Linked DNA regions of Mus musculus: region 2 is linked to region 1. The links are chromatin contacts, called in public promoter capture Hi-C maps. All regions are on one chromosome and are shown on one strand. Each heading gives the region's core, a stretch centred on a gene start, on an enhancer-like site or on the middle of the called end of the contact. The rest is flanking DNA. Distances are from core to core; before and after follow the strand shown. Region 1 holds the start of Pcbp1 (poly(rC) binding protein 1). Region 2 holds the start of Rpn1 (ribophorin I).

Region 1 (6,015 bases), core at 2,483-4,982:
CAAGGCTATACAGAGAAACCCTGTCTCAAAAGACAAAAACAAGAACAAAACAAAACAAGACAAAAACTTGGAAGGCAGAGACAGGCAGATTTCTGAGTTCGAGGCCAGCCTGGTCTACAAAGTGAGTTAGTTCCAGGACAGCCAGTGCTACACAGAGAAACCCTGTCTCAAAAACAAACAAACAGGGCTGGTGAGATGGCTCAGTGGGTAAGAGCACCCAACTGCTCTTCCGAAGGTCCAAAGTTCAAATCCCAGCAACCACCCGTAATGAGATCTGATGCCCTCTTCTGGTGCGTCTGAAGACAGCTACAGTGTACTTACATATAATAAATAAATAAATCTTAAAAAAAAAAAATCCAAAAAATAAAAAAGACAAAAATTTTAAAAATATATAAGAAAAAAGAAAAGTTTGACATGTGATCTAAATGTAATTTCAATCAAAAAGCTCTTCTCTCCGACACCCACACAGCCACAGCCACTCCAGTACATGTTTGTTGCGCTATCCACTACCTACATCGGAGTACAAGCTGAGCCTGGTCTATAGACTAAGTTCCAAGACAGCCCCAGGGCTGTTACACAGAGAAACTCTTTCTTGAAAAACAACAACAACAAAAAAACCCCCAAGTCTTCTTTTGCTTGCCATGTGTGGTGCTACACATCTTTATTCCCAGAACTTTGGAGAGGCAGAGACAGACAGATGAATCGCTCGGAGTTCAAAGCCAGCCTGGTCTGCAAAAGAAGTTCCAGGCTAGCCAGGGCTACATGGCGATACCCTGTCTTAAAACAAGACAACAAAAACCCAACCTAATTTTTAAATGTGAGCCTAATAAATAGCTATTTGCAGACTTCAGTACATGATTTTAGGAATTATGGGTAGAAATAGCTGACCTAATTGGGAGCTTGAGTCTATTCCTGAGAAGTACCCTCACCTTCTAGACCAGGTGAGTTTAATAAATTTAAACATACCTAACTATACACTCATTTCCATGAGTATTTAACAAATTTAAATGAAGGTTATAACCTCTCTGTAATTATAATTCCATACCACATGCATCTGTGCTGCTTTTACGAAAAAAGCTGATTTATGACCTACATTGAACTTAATTGAATACACTGAATAGTGAAGGCCGCATGGTTTGAGGAGTCACAAGTTATGATTTATCTAATATTCCTCCATGCTCTGTCAATATTTAAAGAGAAATAGATGATTGGAACCAGGTAAAGTAACTTATTTTATCTGCTTAAAGGACTGGGATGGAGAAACCAGAAATCCATCCACAAGCAACTGAGGAAAGCAAGTCTCTAGGGAACTGCTCGCTTGCTCCCTTGGAGCCAGGTGGAGGGAAATGGGCCTCAGATGAGGCCAGATGAACAGATACTGAACTTTTGGGCAAGCCTGAATCACATCCTCTTCCTGTCCTCATCCAGAGGCTTTGTAAAATAATATTTGAGCCTAAACAAATGTCACTAACACCAGGAATAAGTGAAGGCACGGAACATACAAACAGGTGCGGGGCGGGGGGGGGGGGGGGGGGGGGGGGGGTTCTGAGTGGCTCCTTTAGAAATGACAAGTTCACACAAGTCAGTTCTTTTCTTTCTCTTTTTTTTTTTGAAACAGGGTATCACTTTGTAGCCCCAGCTGGCCTCAAATTCTCAAAGATCTACCTGTTTCTGTTTCCCCAGTGATGGGATTAAAGGTGTTTCCTACCATGCCCTCAACATGCCAGTGGTGGCACATCCTGTCATTCCAGTGTTTGTGAAGTGAGACAGGAGGATCCAGAGCTCAGTGCCTCTGCACTGAAAAAAAAAAACCACACACACAAAACTGTGGCGTAGTGGTAGACAGCTTGGCTAAAAAGTTAGAGATCCTATGTCTGATAACCAGCTCAGCAAAATTAAATTCTAAAACTCTGATTCAAATAAAAAAATCTGCAAAAGGTGCTCACCAGTAGAGAAATCAGAAGATATAGGTTCCATCCTGTGTAACCTTGGGTCATTCACTTCATTCATCTCTCTGGGATTGTCTTGCTCTGTTGGGGAAAAGAAAGAGAAATAAATACCCACTTCATGGAATTTTCAATTAAAAAAAATATATATTGCATGGGATAAAATGTTTAGAATGGAATCTGCTGTGGCACACCCACACCCACAATCTGTTCCTCTTGACTGTAAAGGTGGAAAAGTGGACATAACTGTGAACTTTAGGATCACTGGACAGTTGAATAGTGAGACATTGCCATTCTATGGCTTATTAGGCATAACAATCTTAAATCAGTTACAGCACCACCTGTACAACATCTAGAAAAAAACTAGAAATTTTTTCTAGATGCTTGGGTACTTGGTTACATACTGTGCACACACGCGCGCACGCACACACACAGGCACACACCTGCCTGCCATTACTCAGTTTTTTAAAAATCCCGTGTCAGGCCTGCATTTTATTTATTCTCCTGCCCACCAAGGGAATTAACTTTCTTCCAAAAGCACCTCTTGCTGTTTCATCCTATGGGAAATTCTGAGACTGATGAAAGGCACATTCTAGAGCTTTCAGACCCGGCCCAATTTTTCGATGGCGACACGTGTCGCCATTTTGTTGGGAAACATGGCCGCCAGCCCTCCCCGCTCGGGGGTGGGGTGGCGGTGGGGTGAGGAACGCCACGCTGGTCCTTTCGGCCAAGTATTAAACAACACGTTCCTTCACACGACCTCCTCCAGGCTGACTATGGCGGCGGCACGAGGAGCCGGCAAAGAAAGCACAAGGCGCTCTCCAGCGTCTCGAGGGCCATTTCCCGGCGGGAGGCCTCGGTCAGGGCGACCTCCCAAGATGGCGGCGGCGCCCAGGCTTGGCCGCCTCCCGAAAGCGTGGTCCAGGCGGCGGGCGAGCCAGCGCGGACATGCGGGGGGCCATGCCGGCACGCCGTCAGTGCGCACCGCTCCTCTAAGGTCTCGGGAACTATCGTGGGACATAAAACACGAGGGCAGGAGGTAGCGCCTCCGAGGGCTTCCCTAACCGGAGCCGACCAAGTGCAAACAAAGCATTATGTAAGTGGACGCCATTCCAGCGGCCCCCGTTCCTAACGCCACTAGCCCGAGCGGCACTCGCCGGGGCGGGTGACTCTCGCTCGAGTCTCTCTGCGTCGCGGACGCAGCCGCCGGACGGAGGCCAAGGTGGGGGCTGGGACCAGGCGCCCGGACGCCGGGGACGAAGGGGCCCCACGTGCCCAGCAGAGCGCGTGCACAGCCGCCGGGCCGCGCCTCGCCTCGCCGCCCCTCCCCCCACGGAAGCCAACGCGGGCCGCTCGCGCCCCCCCTCGCTGCCGCGCATGCGCCCTGGTCCCCTCCCGCGCACGTTTTCGACCCGCGGCGGCCTAGCTCCCGCCTGCAGCGGCCTCCGCCGATGCCTGTATCGCTCCGCCATCGAATCCTTGGGCGGACCGGGAAACAATTATCTGTCCCCGGCACAAAACCAGTATATTTTCCCAGTCCCCTGCCGGAGCCGCTAGGGTTAACAAAACACGTGCTCCCTCTCAATCTCTGCCGGGTCCCCAGTTTTGCCCACGTTGTCCGTTTTCAACCCGACGGCGGTGCCACCGGGTTATTTTTCTCAAGGGTCGCGCGCGCTGGCGCAGTCTTGTGACCTAAAAAAGCCGGTCCTCTTTTTTTTCTCCTAGGGGTCCTGCGCGGAAAGCACTTCCGGGGTCAGAGGGTACGCGGGGTTGAAAGCGGGCTTCCCGCCCCGCCCAGACCGCCGAGGCTGCCGCCGGAGTCGCCACCGCCGCGCCCTCGCCCACCCGCCCGTCGACCGCTCCCGGTCCCGCTCGCCCCCGTCGCCGCCGCCGCCAGTCCTGCGACGCCGCCGCGGCCTCCCGCCCGCGCCCGCCCGCTCCTGCGGCCCCCCGCTCGCCTCGCGCCGGCAGTTCGGGCCTACTCCTCCCCTCCCCCGCCAGCCGCCCAGGACTTGACCACGTAACGAGCCCAACTCCCGAACGCCGCCCGCCGCTCGCCATGGACGCCGGTGTGACTGAAAGCGGACTCAACGTGACTCTCACCATTCGGCTGCTGATGCACGGAAAGGAAGTAGGCAGCATCATCGGGAAGAAAGGGGAGTCGGTGAAGAGGATCCGCGAGGAGAGCGGCGCGCGGATCAACATCTCGGAGGGGAACTGCCCGGAGAGGATCATCACGCTGACTGGGCCTACCAATGCCATCTTTAAGGCCTTCGCCATGATCATCGACAAGCTGGAGGAAGATATCAACAGCTCCATGACCAACAGTACGGCGGCCAGCAGGCCCCCGGTCACACTTCGGCTGGTCGTGCCCGCCACCCAGTGTGGCTCCCTGATCGGCAAGGGCGGCTGCAAGATCAAGGAGATCCGCGAGAGCACCGGGGCCCAGGTCCAGGTGGCGGGGGATATGCTGCCCAACTCGACCGAGCGGGCTATCACTATCGCCGGCGTGCCGCAGTCCGTCACCGAGTGTGTGAAGCAGATCTGCCTGGTCATGCTGGAGACGCTCTCCCAGTCTCCACAGGGGAGAGTCATGACCATCCCGTACCAGCCCATGCCGGCCAGCTCGCCAGTCATCTGCGCGGGCGGCCAAGATCGCTGCAGCGACGCGGCGGGCTACCCCCACGCCACCCACGACCTGGAGGGACCACCTCTAGACGCCTACTCGATTCAAGGACAACACACCATTTCTCCGCTGGATCTGGCCAAGCTGAACCAGGTGGCAAGACAACAGTCTCACTTTGCCATGATGCACGGCGGGACGGGATTCGCCGGAATTGACTCCAGCTCTCCAGAGGTGAAAGGCTATTGGGCAAGTTTGGATGCATCTACTCAAACCACCCATGAACTCACCATTCCAAATAACTTAATCGGCTGCATAATCGGGCGCCAAGGCGCCAACATCAATGAGATCCGCCAGATGTCCGGGGCCCAGATCAAAATTGCCAACCCGGTGGAAGGCTCTTCTGGAAGGCAGGTCACTATTACTGGCTCGGCTGCCAGTATTAGCCTGGCCCAGTATCTAATCAATGCCAGGCTTTCCTCTGAGAAGGGGATGGGGTGCAGCTAGAACAGCGTAGGTTCGCTCGTAACCCCCTTCCTGCTGTTTCCCATGATCCAACTGTGTAATTTCTGGTCGGTAATTCCAGGTTTTAAATAATTTGTAAGTGTTCAGTTTCTACACTTTATCATCCGCTAAGAATTTAAAGAAAAATCACATTCTCTGTTCAGCCGTTAATGCTGGGATCCATATTTAGTTTTATAAGCTTTTCCCTGTTTTTAGTTTCGTTTGGGTTTTTTTGGCTCATGGATTTTATTTTCTGTTTGTCGATAAGAAATGTAAGAGTGGAATGTTAATAAATTTCAGTTTAGTTCTGTAATGTCAAGAATTTAAGAATTAAACAAATGGATTGGTTAAAAATGCTTCGTATTTGAAAGCTGGGAATTCCTATCTTAAATTCTTCGGTTGCTGCTTTCTTTCCCTTCCCTGTTTTAAGTATGGGGTGCTTGGCGGCCAGGGGGAGAAGGGTGGCCCGCCCTTGTTCCTTGCAAGCTTTTCTTGCCTTATCGCTGAGATTCCCCTCCCTCTGCCCCAACAAAGGAACGGCAGGTTGGGCCTGCTTTGGGATGTTTACAAAAGATGGGTCTCTTCCTGGGAGTGACATATCCAACCTAGTTCCAGAGAGGCCTCTGCCTTTTTCTCTGGTGGAAGATACAGGTTTTTCTCGGGTGGAAAAACTGCCCGTTCAGCAGGACAGGGTGGATGGAGAGCGTCTAGCCCGTTGTCCGCTACCCCCATCCCGCGGGGCAAACTTGGCCAGGAACAATAAAATAATCTGTGGGAAGGCTTGTGGGGGTGGGGGGCAGGGACTAGGAGGAAGGGGAAGCACAAGGGGGGAAAGGAGGGCCACAGCTGCAAGGGGGGGGGGGATTGGAGGGCCTTGAGTCTGGGCTGACCCCAACAGAAGGACCACGTGGGGAGGGAGCCATGCACCTGTGGCAAGTAGCC
Region 2 (6,015 bases), core at 1,465-3,964, 1.6 Mb before region 1:
TGGAGTGACAGACTGTGTGCAGTCTGTGGAAAACATACATGTATTCTACTGACCCTTGGCTAGCCTAACCTAATGCCCACCAAAATGAAACAAAACAAAAAACTATTTCCTAGGACTGAAGCAATAATTCCCAACAGAGAACATAACACTACAAAGAATAATTGTATGTGTTGTTCTCAGACCTGCACTCAAAGCCTGGTGCAGCTCAGCATGTGCTTTACCACTGCTCCACACCCCAACCCCACAGGAAATTGATTTCTTTTGAGACAGGGCCCCAAGTAGCACAAGCTAGCCTCACACTCCCTTTAGGATGACCTTAAACTATTGATCCTCCTGCCAACTGCTGGAATTGTATAGGCAACTATCACTATATCCCAACTCCAAGAACACTTTTTAAAATATTATCTTTACTATTTCAGTATCTTAATATTTAGACATATTAAGACAGCTACAGTGTATTTATGTATAGTAATAAATCTTTGGACTGGGGCAAGCAGGAACTGAGCAAGCAGAGTTGACAGCTACAATGTCCTTACATATAATAAATAAATAAATCTTAAAAAAAAAATGCATTACTTAGTAAAAGGTCAGAAAGCTAGGCATGGTGGTACACAGCTGTAGTCCCAGTACATGGGACAGACAGCCAAGATGATCAGCAGTCAAGGTCATTTTTAGCTATCAGCATTCTGGAGGCTGGGACAGGAGGATTCTAGGTTCCAAAACAGTCCAGGGACAACACAGCAACACCCTGTCTCAAACAGTGTAAGAGAAAAGGATGGTTCAAACTACATAATCCTACTGTCCTGCTAGCTCCTTAAAGGTTCCTGTACTCCGTCCACCTCGCCTAAGTTTCCAAGGCAATGTGTGCCCTTTCTTATCCTCTTTATCACCCAGTTGCTTCTCACCTAGGTAAGGAGTATAAACTCGTCTTCCTCCAGAGTTAACACAAGTTACTGTAAGTCAGTAACATGACTGCAGAGCTGAAACACAAGTCCTAATTTCATGTCAAGGCCAGAAAGCAAGGTAGCAATAATGCAAATACACCCAAGGGTATGGGACAAGTCAGACCTTCATTTGGGGGAGGGGGGTTAATAAGCTCCAAAGCCAGATACTTCCACAGTCATGTAAGAATTCCTATGCCTCAAAAGGTTGCTATAGGGTGGGGAATGTTCTTAAAATACCTGCCACAGCCTTTTCTTTTCCTAATTTTTCTTTTAATGTACATGGGTGTTTTGCTTGCAAGTGGGTCTGTGCACCCTGAAACTGGAGTTACCGATGGCTGTGGAATTGAACTTGGATGCTCTGAGCCATGTAGAGGGACCCAACTTGTATGCAATTCCCACCAGGACAGCAGCAGGGTGGTAAGCCTCTGCTGTGATCTGATTATACTATGACTTCATTAAGTCATGACTGATTTTCACAAAACAGGACTGAGCATCCAATGAAGTCATGAATGTCTTTCCAGAAATATTTGAGGAAAGCCATGCTGAGCATGAACAAGGCTTCAATGTAAAGGGGACAGGAGTCACTTCAGTGACTATTATAAGTCCAGCTTTATAGCTCCATACAGTTAAAAAGAATGTGGTGTGCTTAGTCTCCTAGTAAATTGGGTAATCACTTAATGAATATAGTTAATGAGAACAGTAATAAAAATTAACCTGTGTGGATATTCCCTCTATTCCCAAAGCCAGCGATTTCTTTCCTTGAAAGGTATAAAAGTGTATTCAATGAAAAGTACAGAAGGCTAAATGCTGAAGTGTTCCAATGAGAGACGGTGGGGAGGAACAGACCTGGGCTTCACCTTTCTGTACAGCATAAGGGGCTGACTCTTCAATTAGTCTGAACATTAAGAAAGCGTTAAGCAGCAGCTTTCAGAGGAGTGTTACATTAACCGGGTGCGAGGAATGACAAACTTTAATACCAGAAACCTGCTGTATTTCTGAACGCTGCTGTCTGGAGAGAACAGACTACACCAGTCAATTGCATTCAGGAAATAAATTGTCTTAACTCACTGATAGTCCTCCACTAGACGAGCAAGTCCAGGGGACAGAAAAGAAGCTGGGTACCCGAAGTACCGCACCCGGCCACAGCCAAGATCCTCTTGGGGTGCGGAAGGAGGTCGCCAGGGGACCAAGGGGTCGCCTTGGGCTCCAGAGCAGCCACGTGGGCGGTGCCCCACGCTCGGAAGCTTGTGCTGACGTGTCCGAGAGGACACGCGGACAAGAGAGACGGCGGACCCCAACCTCTCCGCTGTCCCCCTCCAACACCTGCCTTTCAGACAACCAGACACCTGGAGGATCCCTAACGCCCTCAACCTCCCCGCCCCTCCCCAGGGATCCCCGATCGCCTCAGGCATCCCGCGTGAGGTTCGCCGGCTCCTCCCTCCGCTCACCTGCACGCCTAGGTGCGCAAGCCGCGACTCCAGTTCTGGCTCCAGGGCCAGAACGAAAGAGCTGGCTCGTGATGTGGAGCCGCCGCCCGGGTGTACCAGGACCACCTCAGCCGTCACCTTGGCTAGGTGGCTGCTCAGGTCCACCGTGCGCTTCACGTCCTCGTTGACCAGCGGCGGAGCCTCCGAGGAGGCGCTGCCGGGCGTCGGGGCCAAGGCCCCGAGACATAGCAGCAGCAGCAACAGCAAGGCGACCGGCGACTCCATGACCGCGAGCTGAGCGCCACCGACACGCGCCCCGCCCCCCCGCCACGGCGCAACCGCTGATTGGCCAACAGCACCACAAGATGGCTGGGCCCGGTCAGAAAGGACCCCGTCTCCAGGGCAACCGGGCGATCGTGGGGCGCCTGATTGAAAATCTTAAAGTGCAGGCGTACTTCTTGGGGCGCTTAATAGCCGTATTCACCCCTGATTTCCTTATATCCTGTCTGTTTCCTTCATGCTTATGCAAAATAACTCTGGCCTCTCAGCTCAAAAACAGTATACTATAGCTTAGTCTAAGGAACTAACTTTGCCTTCTCTATAGTGATACGAATGCTAAGTGGGCAAAAGTTTAAAGGAAAATGGGAAATTTCCAGAAACTCAAGTCTCTCCTCTAATATTTAGTTCAACCATTAATGTGAGTGATGGCAGAAACCTTAAGCAACTAACCAAGGTTGATGATATTAACCTCAGATACCTGTTGACATTTATCACAGTTGTAGGAGTCCAAGGCGAAGTCACTGGCAGGACTAGCTGTCTGGTGAGGGCTGCTATTTACTACCAAGGTGGCACTTTGACATTGCATGCCTTCTAAGGAAGGCATTGCATATCGTCATATGACAGAAAGGCAGGAAAGGGTCTCTCTGAGGCAAGCCCTTTTACAAAGGCATCTTGCAGATGGATTCCTCTAGTGCTATCATCTCCCAAAGTCACACTGAAGAATTAATGACCAAAAACAATGAACTTCAAGTGAGCAGAGAAACTGTAGTCAGTGTACTGATACACCTGACAAGAAAGCCAGCTTAGTGACGAAAACATCCAATGGCATTTTTTGGGCCTTGAAACCATATATATATATATATATATATATATATATATATATACATATATACATATATATATGTATGTATATATGTATATATATATATATGAAAAAATCTACAGATAAAACTTTGCTCCCCTAAAGTTCCCTTTTTTCAACCCTATAAAATCTCCAAGCCCCCTGCACAATGGTTGTGTACAGTCTCCACTCCCCAAATGAGAATGCGTCCCAATGTTGTTGCTTGAAGGATGTAATTCGAAGGTAAATTTTGGGAGGAGATGGAAATATTCAAACATTGATACCAGCCAATGAGAAGAGAGAATGGAGGGCTGGCCATGCTCCTCCCTACAAAGCAGAAGTCAGGAAATTAGCACCTGCAGGCCAACAATCTATCTGTGTCTATAAAGTTTTATTGGAACATAGCTACGTTCATTTGTCCGTAGCTTATGATTGCTTTCACAGTACAACAGTAACAGTAGTGTAGTTGCAAACCAGACTATATGGCCCAGAAAACAAAACTACTTACTGTTTGCACGCGAGTACATACATTATGTATGCAGAGACAGCTTAGTGGTTAGGAGGATTTGCTGCTCTCTCAAAGGACTTGAATTCTTCCGGTTCCCAGGCTCACAACTGCCTGTCAGGCAAGGATCTGATGCCCTCTAACCTCCACAAACATCCATACACAGATGTTCTTCCTTCTGTTCCTCTCTGTCTCTGTCTTTATCTGTCTCTCTGTATCTCTTTCTCTCTCACATACACACACATAAATATAAATTTAAAAATAAATCTTTTTTTAATGCTATCTGGTTGTAGTAGTGGTACATGCCTGTAATGCTTCAGTATTTAGGAGGCTAAGGAAAGAATAAAGAATAAAGAACATAAAATACTTTGCCTTAATGTAACAACAACAATAGAAAGTCTGACCACACTATTAACACATTCACCAGGGCAAAGCTCTGCAGAGGATAGCAGGGGCAATATAGTAGCCATTTAAAATAACACTCCAACATCAGAGACAATTTTTCTTCAACTCTTCCAAAATTAAAAATTATAGAGTTAGGTGACTGGAAAGGAGGCTTAGCAGTTAAGTCCTCTCTTGGATACTCTAGTAGAGGACCAGGGTTCAATTCCCAGGACCTGCATGGCTTCTCACAACACTAAGTCTGGTTCCAGTGGATCTAAAACTGCCTTCTGTACTCCACTCACACTTCAAGGATGTGGTGCATGGACACTTATGCAGGCAGAACACTCAGACACATAAAATAAATAGATGTTTAAAAATAACAAAGTCATTATTGAGAGTGTTAAGAGGGTAACTAGGGAGATAGCTCAGCCAGTAAAATTCTTGCCACTTAAGCACGAAAATCTGAGTTTGATCCCCAGAACTCATGGAAAAAAAAAAAAAGCCAAGGACAGTGATGCAGCCTTGCAATCCCAGCACTGGGGAGGTAGACACGGGGAGTTTGCTCTCCAGCCTAGCCTGCTTGGAGAACGTCAGGCCGGTGAGAGATCCTGTCTTGAAAACAACGTAGACAGCTCCCGAGGAATGACACCTAAAATTGTTCTCTGTTTTCTATCCGCACACATGTATACACACATGCACAAAGGGAGGTGTGAAGAAAGATTGAGAACAGCGCTTGCCTAGCATGCTGAAGGAGATTAGGGGCGTGGCTCCCTACTGAAGCAGGTGCTTCACATACATAAGGCTGAGGGTTCAAGCCTCAGAGCACACTCACATAAGCACCACTGGGGAAAGCAAGCCCCAGAGTGGAAGAAAAGAACGGAACACATCAAGCAGAAGGCTTACACCCAAAACACTAGAAAAATACAGAATAATAAGAAAGTAATTGACTATACAGTAGAAAAACAACCAGAAGAATCTGAATAGGCAGGCCTAAGAGAATGCGCAAGAAGTAGCTCAGTGAGCTAACATTTGTCTCATATATACAAGGCCTGAATTCCATCCCAACGTGGATGTAAATAAATAAATAAATAAATAAATAAATAAATAAGATTTCATAGGTTCCAGTCCATGATTGGTTCCTAATCCTTTTGCTTTGGCTTTGTGACAACCCATTATGATACAGCAGAACTGATCACGTTTTATAGCCAGGAAAGAAGAGAGAAGAGGAGGGTCTGGGGCTCCAGTATCGCCTTTGAAGGTATCTTCTCCATGGCTTTAAGAATGCCCAGCTAGCACAGTTCCATCACCTACCAACAGTGCCAAGATGGAGGTTGTGTGCTGGTTAGTTTTTTGTCAATTTGACACAAACTCAAGTTACATGGGGAAAAGGGAGCCTCGGTTGATGCATCGTTCTCATCAGATTGGTCTGTTGGCATGTATGTTGGGTAGTTTCCCATCACTAGGCATGACTTCCCTCCTGTTGGTTGAGCCAGTTAAGCAGTTGTTGGTTACTGCCAAGATAGAAGTACCACGATTGCACCATGAGGATTATTGTGTCTTGCTTTGGTTGGGGGATGGAGGACGGCGGGTAAATGAAGTCACGAGTGAATTTGTGCGGTCAACCTGGGCATGAAC

Evidence for each region. Promoter capture Hi-C pulls out the DNA fragments that hold promoters and counts their contacts.
Region 2: a promoter capture Hi-C map of pre-B cells shows a contact between it and region 1, with 6 times the contacts expected there. The contact joins the promoter of Rpn1 here to the promoter of Pcbp1 in region 1. A contact is called at or near these places in 1 of 39 promoter capture datasets (pre-B cells) and 1 of 9 other capture datasets (liver).

Annotation. Positions count from the first base shown.
Region 1 is chr6:86,523,906-86,529,920 of GRCm38.p6, reverse strand. It overlaps Pcbp1 (poly(rC) binding protein 1), which reads left to right and starts at 3,732. Exons shown (of 1, transcript NM_011865.4): 1 at 3,732-5,441. The coding sequence starts at 4,006. The coding sequence ends at 5,076. 1600020E01Rik (RIKEN cDNA 1600020E01 gene) reads right to left here and starts at 2,591. Exons shown (of 5, transcript NR_037960.1): 1 at 2,488-2,591; 2 at 1,947-2,030. Gm38676 (a long non-coding RNA gene) reads right to left here and starts at 1,157. Exons shown (of 2, transcript XR_869219.1): 1 at 515-1,157.
Region 2 is chr6:88,081,172-88,087,186 of GRCm38.p6, reverse strand. It overlaps Rpn1 (ribophorin I), which reads right to left and starts at 2,714. Exons shown (of 10, transcript NM_133933.4): 1 at 2,393-2,714. The coding sequence starts at 2,656.